Regions from separate parts of the Acanthopagrus latus genome. Here region 1 is linked to region 2. Evidence: chromatin contacts called from public Hi-C data. All regions are on one chromosome and are shown on one strand. The core of a region is the stretch at or near the end of the contact, and the rest is flanking DNA. Distances in the headings are between cores, read along the strand shown. Region 1 holds the start of dlx5a (homeobox protein Dlx5a). Region 2 holds the start of LOC119015564 (cytoplasmic dynein 1 intermediate chain 1).

Evidence for each region. Hi-C and Micro-C count contacts between places; a contact is called where the count stands out from the background.
Region 1: a Hi-C map of liver shows a contact between it and region 2, with 4 times the contacts expected there. The contact joins the promoter of dlx5a here to the promoter of LOC119015564 in region 2. A contact is called at or near these places in 2 of 4 Hi-C or Micro-C datasets (liver and muscle).

What each region holds. Positions count from the first base shown.
Region 1 is chr3:17,529,496-17,534,034 of fAcaLat1.1, reverse strand. It overlaps dlx5a (homeobox protein Dlx5a), which reads left to right and starts at 2,046. Exons shown (of 3, transcript XM_037092058.1): 1 at 2,046-2,691; 2 at 3,142-3,326; 3 at 3,544-4,071. The coding sequence starts at 2,334. The coding sequence ends at 3,858. ago2 (protein argonaute-2) reads right to left here and starts at 2. Exons shown (of 20, transcript XM_037091468.1): 1 at 1-2.
Region 2 is chr3:17,365,991-17,369,980 of fAcaLat1.1, reverse strand. LOC119015564 (cytoplasmic dynein 1 intermediate chain 1) reads right to left here and starts at 2,379. Exons shown (of 21, transcript XM_037091664.1): 1 at 2,363-2,379; 2 at 2,076-2,165; 3 at 1,661-1,982; 4 at 535-668; 5 at 162-276. The coding sequence starts at 654.

The sequences.
Region 1 (4,539 bases), core at 797-3,296, 160 kb before region 2:
AAGATAGCACCGAAAAGACGCGTGCGGGGCAAGAGGATGCCCTGCCACCTACTTCCGGCTTCGACTACTTCTCGTTTAACGGCCTCAATCTTTGCATTTATTCATTATAGTTGTGTGTTTTAACAGGTAAAACTTTAATGTGGTGGATTATATTTATTCTTTATTTTAAAAAAAAGTCTGATGTATGTTTCTATTGAAAGTCGGCTCTTCTGTAAAATAAAAATAAAAATACAAAAGGTATAATTTGTGCTTTTTACGTACAGTTTATATGAGCTAACTTGTCTGCCACATTCATGTTATTAACCTGCAAACTTACAGCGTTACAAGCCGCATTTTCGTCTCCAACGACCAACAGTTTTTGCTCATGTGAAACGGAGGAGAACTATCTTGATGAATGAACTCTTCGGTGACGTCAGACGCACGCTGCCCGCTCTCAGCCTTGACCCGAATTCAAATGGAAAAACCACAAACACAGTTCATTTTATTTATGATAAAAAAAAAAAAAAAGGGAACAACAGTATATCACGTGGGTTAAAATATGGGCCAGACCGTAAACAAATATATAATCAACAAACTGAATGTCTGAAGCCTTCTGAACCAGCGACACACCACAGGAAGAAATTGGAGGCCTCGGTGGGGGGAGTGTTTCCGGGGTATAATAATAAAAGAAAAAACAACGCGGATCAGTTCGGTGAGATCAGACTACTCGGAAAAATATAAAACATATTGTACTACTTAATCCTGACGCCCAGCTTGGAATGAAAGCACTGAGCTTGAAGTGAAATGTAATGAACACTTTAATCATAAGATGTGTTTGCAAAACGTGTTGAATCGTGAAGAAATAATAAAATAAAAGATAAATTAAACAGTAATTATGCGTAAGCTTCGAGTTTTTGTTCTTGAATTAGAAATATGTCTGAAATGCAGCTCGAAAAGTGAAAGTGATTTTTCCTGTGCACAGTGTGATGCTAATTAGCCTTTATTGTGTCCATTACTGTTGATTACCTCTAACGTTTTTCATTATATTGTTTATTTTTTACTGTTGTTAAGGCTTTTTTTTTTTTTTTTGTAATATTCTGTCCCTTTGCTGCTGTGGCAGACACATTTCCCTGTTTGTTGGACAATAAAAGAACACTGACTCAGATTTCTGTCCACACATCTGTCGCCCTAAAGCACTTTGAACCTTAGTTTTATGTTATGTCTCAATAAGATTTCATTTAAATCCTTAAAATGTTGTCCATTGTTTGCATGTGGCACCTTATCCCCGCCTCCAGGTGAGATCAGGTCCATCTTCCTCTCGGTGGGTTTCCACCTGGTCGAGCTCGGCGCTGCAGTTCCTCGGCCCGCCCACTGGTCGGCGCTGCTCACCACTCAATGTGCGCAGCGAGGGGCTGAGCGGTGATGCTGGGCTGCAGCTTCTGAGATGAGATGAGATAAGATGAATCTTTAATGATCCCTTTGTGGAAACCCGGTCAATGTTGGCATCAATGATGAGCCCACATCCCAATCAAAGAGCAGCCGGGTGGATTTGGGAAATTGTTCATGTGTGAAACAATTGTGAGTGATGTCAAATATGTTATACAAGGCGCATAACTACACTGGATCTGATGTAAATGTACATATTGGACATTAACACCTTGTTAAATGATAAACTGTGTTCTCAGGGACGCTTTGTATAGAATGTGATCAGGTTCAGTCACCGTGCAGTGAGCGCAGCGATAATCCAGAACTGTTGTGTTTTATTTGTGTCTTAATTCTCTTTAATGTGACGTTTGATTTCACGCTGTTATTTCCTCGTTGTGTGGCCTGGAAACGTTCATGGAATTACGTCGAGTCTGTTTTAATAAAATGCATAAATAAAGAATAATGAAGACAATCGTAATAATCGTCCGGTCGTGCAGCAGGAGGCCTTTTTGTTAATGAGGTTTTGTCCCCTCTAATTCATCCCCCTGAAAACGTGGATTGGCCACACGGCCAAGACTTTAATTGCTCCCATTGATTGATAGTATAAAAACACAACAATGCAGCCAGGCACATAGCCCGGGTGGTTTCCCCCCTATAAGAAAGCTGGCTGAGTGAATTGGGTGTAGCTGTGTCTGTGTGCGCCTTGGCCAATGGAACCAGATCCTCCCTGCAGTGCGTAAGAGCGCGATTTAGGATTTAACCAAGTCTTTGCTGCGGGGCTGGCTGCAGTCTTCACCAGAGCCCGACGGCCCGAGAGCCTTTCAACAATGCCAGTGTAGTTTTCTCACCACTCTGGAGTCAAGACTGCCTCGTTTTTTGTTGCTGTCGCAGATAAAATAAAAACAATCCCACGCGTTTCTTCTCGAAGTATGACTGGAGTATTCGACCGGAGGATCCCGAGTGTGAAACCTGCAGACTTCCAGAGCTCCTTTCAACTCTCCACCATGCACCATCCGTCTCAGGAATCTCCTACTTTACCCGAGTCCACCGCCACGGATTCTGGCTACTACAGTCCCGCCGCTGGAGTCACTCACGGCTACTGCTCGCCCAGCTCCAGCTCGTACGGGAAGCCGCTCAATGCCTACCAGTACCAGTACCCGGGTGTAAATGGATCCGCTGGAAATTACTCGACAAAATCCTACACTGATTACAGCTCGTACACGACCCCCGCCTACCACCAGTACGCTGGGACTTACAGCAGAGTGCAAGCCCAGCCGAGTCCACAAGGTACGGGCCGCACATTTATCCTTTGAAACAAGAGCAGATTATTGGTGGATGTCACCGAAAACTTCTTAAACAACCGAAACGTCAAATTTTGCAGCTTATTTTATAATTTCTTTGCGTTTTTTCTGGCTTTTACTCGCGCGTAAAAAAAAAAACAAGAAATGCGCATTTTGGAGTTAAAATGTTTAAATACGGATTTAAATGCTACTTAATAATTAAATACAAAGTAATTTAAAGTTATTTTTAATCATTATGAGAATGCACGTGCTTTCCTTTGTGTCCTGCTTGTTATAATTTGGTTTATGGAATTTGATTTATTTGGAATTTAGAGACAATGGCGAGGATTCTTGTCACAACTGTGTAGAAATAAAATAAAATAAAATAAAATAAAATAAAAAAGATCACGTTGTTTTGAGCACACAGTTTGATTCTCGTTACGGTTATTTTCTACAGAAAAAGAGATAAACGAGCCCGAGGTGAGGATGGTGAACGGCAAGCCGAAGAAAGTGAGGAAACCCCGGACGATCTACTCGAGCTTCCAGCTGGCCGCCCTGCAGAGGCGCTTTCAGAACACACAGTACCTGGCGCTGCCGGAGAGAGCCGAGCTGGCCGCCTCGCTGGGACTCACGCAAACACAGGTGGGATTTCTACATCGAATTCTTGTCTGACACATTTTTGTTGTTTTGCTTTCTTTTCATTTTAGAATATTTTAAAAAATCCTTGTCGTTTAAAAATAATGCCCGTTTCGGAGAGCGTTGTTCCCGTGCGCCTTTACGCACCGCGCCTCCACTAAATCCAGTGTTTTCTGTGAATTCTGCGAGATTTTAATGTCGCTGCTTTTTTTCTCCTTCCCAGGTCAAAATCTGGTTCCAGAACAGGAGATCAAAATTGAAGAAGATCATGAAAAACGGCGAGCTTCCACCGGAGCACAGCCCCAGCTCCAGCGACCCCATGGCGTGCAACTCCCCACAGTCCCCGGCCGTCTGGGACACACAGGGCCCCTCCAGGCCGCACAGCCTACAGCCACAAAGCATCAACACGACGGCTTCTAACTTTTTGGAAACCTCGGGGTCGTGGTACACCTCAGCCGGCAGCTCCATGGCGGCCCACCTGCAGACCCCTAACTCGATACAGCACTCGTTGGCTCTTGGAGCGGGGACGTTATATTGAGAAAAGAAAGAAAAAAAAAACCCTGTTGTTCATTTCAAATCTTTTTTTTTTCTCTCCTTCTATGGGACTCGTGTTCAAATTTCAGAGGAATATGCAATGTATTTGATGACAGTCATAGAAGAAAACGTGTAAAATGTGTAAATGTGTGCATGTAATTTATTGCATTTTGGAAGACTATTAAACGTTTAAATGGACAATGGAACTTTGAACACCTCCGGCCTCGCTGCAGTCTCTTGTGTTTGTGACCCTCTGCTGTGTACACTGAACATCACGACAAAGACTCACGCACATAAATAATGTCCGGGAGCCTCAGGTGACATTTTCCGCGGCGGGGTGTAAATCACGGCCGCTCAGCGCGCAGGTGAACCTGTCGTAAATCTAACCCTGCTCGTTCTCATCGCCAGTGGCTCCGACAGAACACGCGCACCGCGTTATTTTCTCCATTTTTCATTTTGAGCAAAGACACATTTCACATTCACCTTGTGAGATGGTGAGGAACAAAATCTGGCTTCTTGTGAGAAATTCGGCTTCATTTTCTTTGTGATCAGAAGAAGTTTAGTCCTCGTTTACTGCGACTGTGTGGCAGGAAAATGAATTTATTAAACACAAAGAGAAAATGTTTGTAGGCTCAGAGGAAACATGGCGTCCACGTGACGCTGTGTCACATAATAACTGCACTCA
Region 2 (3,990 bases), core at 1,130-3,629:
GGTCAGTGTTAAAGTGTTCTTCGGAGACTGTTATTAATGAAGTTTAGTGTAATTTAATATAGGTAAAGTTGTAACTGCTAACTAAACCTTTTGCAGAAGAGTCACAAGAGAACAATGAAAGAACTTTTGGGAAATCATTTATTGTTTAGACCATCATGTACCTAGAGGAGGCTCCGGTGAGATGCCGATACTCTGCAGCAGGGCCTCAGTCTCTCTGCGCTTACGGTCTAAGTCTGAATCCTCTGGGGTCATCTCCCTCTTCTGCTGGCTCTCTGACTGCTCAGGATACATAGAGAAGTGTCAGCTCATCCATCACGTGTCATAGAACGAACTAAAACATGCACGTGCATGCACATTTTGATCAAGAATTCCAAGACCAACCTTCTGCACACACAGAGATGTTTGTATGCACGCACGGACACACACAACCTCAGCCTTTTTTGTGTCACGGCCTGACAAAAAGCAATCGAACACACAAACAACACACACTAGAGTGCCATACGGTATGAGTGCCAGTTGTATGAAGTTACTCACTTTTTTTCTTACCTCTTTCTTCTTCCTCTCCTCCTCCTTTCTCTTTTTCTCCTCTCTGATTTGGGCGAGACGCTGCTTCTTGCGCTCCAGCTCCGCTTTTAGGTCACTTTTGTCCGACATGGCGTCCTGTCGGGCTTCAAGGGAGGAAGAGGATCGAACAGGGATGAGCTATGTATGGCAATGTCACCATGTGCCACGATCTCACTGTTATATGATATCGTACAGAGGAGCACAGGTTTATCCAGGGAGCTTCAGTGATGCTTCACAGAGCCTGCTGGGTGTGGCAGATACAAAGACTTGATATTGGCAAAACTGCTGTTGATACCAGGCCACACTGAGCCGAGAGGGACTCTCACATTGGCATGTCACTTGAATGTCTATTCCTGCAGAACTAGTCCAGTGTATGTGGGCTATATTTAGACGGCCTCTTCTTCTTCTGTTCACTTCCCTCGTTGATCAAGATAGTTGTCAAATACTCCCCAAATGTGAGCGTACTGTAGAAAGATGGCATATAGAACTAAACATAGAACTGAATACTAGTGTGATTAATTCAGAAGATAACTGAGCCTAAGTGGAGAGAAACATATGATGCTAGTCTCAGCCTCACTGACTATGCAGTGAGTTATTACAGAAAGGTGAGCTACCTATTTACAGCAGTCTGCACCCAGACCAGTGATCTGCTGGGTATTAGGCCAGTGTCACATCCCTACATCCCAGACAATGCAAATGACTGGAGCAGACTTGACCCTAGGGGGTTTGTCAAAGGTATTTGTGACAATAAATGGGAGATTAATATATGTATGTACTCTGTATGTACGCAGGTACAACATGGAAGATATTGGATTTACATAATAACCATAAAGAAAACACAGCCACATAGATTATTGTGAGTATAGGAAGAATGAAAAGACCTTTACGTGGTCGTTTAACTAGCTAACTGAAGCTAGCAGGGATGCATACATTAGCAGCTAGCTGATCACAAATTTGACATTATTTGTGTTGACGTCAATCCGTTTAAGGCCTTGAAATAAATACTATAATTGATCCTGGCAACGTAGACCCAACAACAAAGGGACTGTTTTATCTCAGATAACCGTATGAGGCTCTGTTATTGTCTCACTCGTACCTTGTCCACTCGCACTGATAATGATGTGTCACCCGGCAAAGATGCTGTCTCACGGCTGCGCCCCGAAAGAAAGCAGATCAATCGAGGCCTCCCGGCTCCACCGAACAGGTCGTCGGAACCTTTTCGTGTGGCTATTGGAGACACTGGTTGAAACGGAGCATGTCAGCGGGCGATGACCCAAATAAGACATAAAACAGGTGCACGGCACGCCGATACATCCCTGTGAAGAGTAGGATGATGCTGAGCAGGAGGAGAGGAAATCCCACCTCCTCCTCCGACACGCACCGTCATCGTCTCGTGGCTTTTGCAACGCCGCCATCTTCTGGACATTTGGAGAAATGCGCTGGAGTGACCCAAACTGATTAATAATAAACAACTGTCAATACTTTTCAGACATTACTTAACCATAACACACCGTCTGGGAAGTTGTTGGACGGGTAGAAAAGATGAAACTCGCGGTTGAAAACATTCCTGATGAGTTTTAGTCAGCCGACATGTTTAAAACCTAAAAAGTGACGCAGCAACGTCAGTTAGCTACGTTGCAACGGTTGGTTCAAGTATGTCCTCAACGAGGACCCGTATTGTCTTAGAAATCATATTTTCAAAATAATTCGACAAGCGTTGAAAATTTGAAATAATGTAAAGGTATTTCGATAAACTCGTCGGTAGGGGATGCTGTAATAAAAGATTATGCTGTTTTACAGTTCGGAGGCTTCTTCTTCTTGTTCTTCGTCTTGTTCTTCTTCTTCTTCTTCTTCTTCTTCTTCTTCTTCTACTTCTTCGATGTTTATCGGTGCTGGCATCCTCAGTGTTGTATTACTGCCACGTCTGGACCTCACTGCTTCTTAATTATTATTTTCTTCAATATAATGTCCTGAATTCTGATTTTGAAAGTTTGATGCAGATGTCTTTATATTTTAGTAGCTCTTCTTCTTCTTCTTCTTCTTCTTCTTTTTGTTTTAATAACAGCTGGCACCCTGTGTTGCCCCTCTTTAATGATTTTCCTCCCTATAATGCCTAATTTTGAAAGCAACCATATCAGCAGGAGCCCAAATCAATGTGACCCTAATGCTATCTTTATCCCCTGTCATTACTCTGTCAGGTAAACACCTGCTTAATGGTGTCTGTCAGTCTGCGCTTTTATTTCTTCCCTCAATTTGAAGCGATTCCAAATCTACCATCAGAGATTATAGTACCCTCACAGGCTCAATAAGCTTTATCCCATCTGGAAAACAAACTTGTTTTCTGGTCTCTTGCTGCTGTCTGTGATGTTCTCTCCTGTTCCCAGCAGGCTTTAGGTTGGGTGATGACCAAGACTTGTTCTCTATGTTTAGTGGCAGTTCTCCTGTCTCAGCTGTTATGGTACACACAGATAAGGTTTTACTGCTCCTACATAATTTAAGTGCTCGGGCCTGGATCACATCTTTTCCTCCAATTAGGTTAAAGTTTTTGACGCAGATCCATTAAGTACACTTCCTCATTCTGACTTTGATGTAATAAGAGCCACCACATGTGTAACTTAGTTTTGTTAGCACAACTTCACTTCCTTCTGCACCCACATATCTTTCTATTCATAACTCACACCTCTTCCTACAAACTTTCCTCACTATTTGTCTTAATGTCCTGACACTGCCTGAGCTTTTCGTACTGTGCCATTCTGTCAGTTAGGCCAAATGTCATACATCTCTTGTAAACTGTAATATTTCTTTTCTCTTTTTTTGCATGAAAAATGACATTTACAGATATCAGATAGTTGCCAATTAAAGTTCTACCATCTGATGAATTGTTTCAGTCGTACTTGTTTGTACCGCTGGGTAGTTAAATCTGTAATAAAGCAGAGATGTAGTCTGGAGTCACTGGAGTCGACTCCAGTCACTGTTTTGATGTCTTGCAATAAGACTTGACAGAAAATAAACTACTAAAGACTCAACATGGACTTGGAAATGAAAGACTTGTGACTTGACTTTTCATGTGACATGAGGACTTGAATGACCTGTGTGTGATCATTTTTGTTCATGTATTCAGTTCCATGTGCTGCACTGTGGGCAGCTGGACATGTTTCAGTGACTTGACGACATTTCACCTCTCATCCAGAGTGCTCTGAAACTCGACTGCAACTCCTCTCCAGTTAGTTAGAACTAAAGAAGCCTCTTTTTGTGTACTGTAGTTGTCAGTATTTTTTCATTTAATGAGAATATAATAGATAAATAGTGTTTTATGAAGTCAACTGTGTGTTCTTTGATTACATTTATTTCCCTGACAATCAATAATTATAATACATATTTACTTCATTGTCATACTTTGTAAACAGGTTGGCCATTAATATCCTT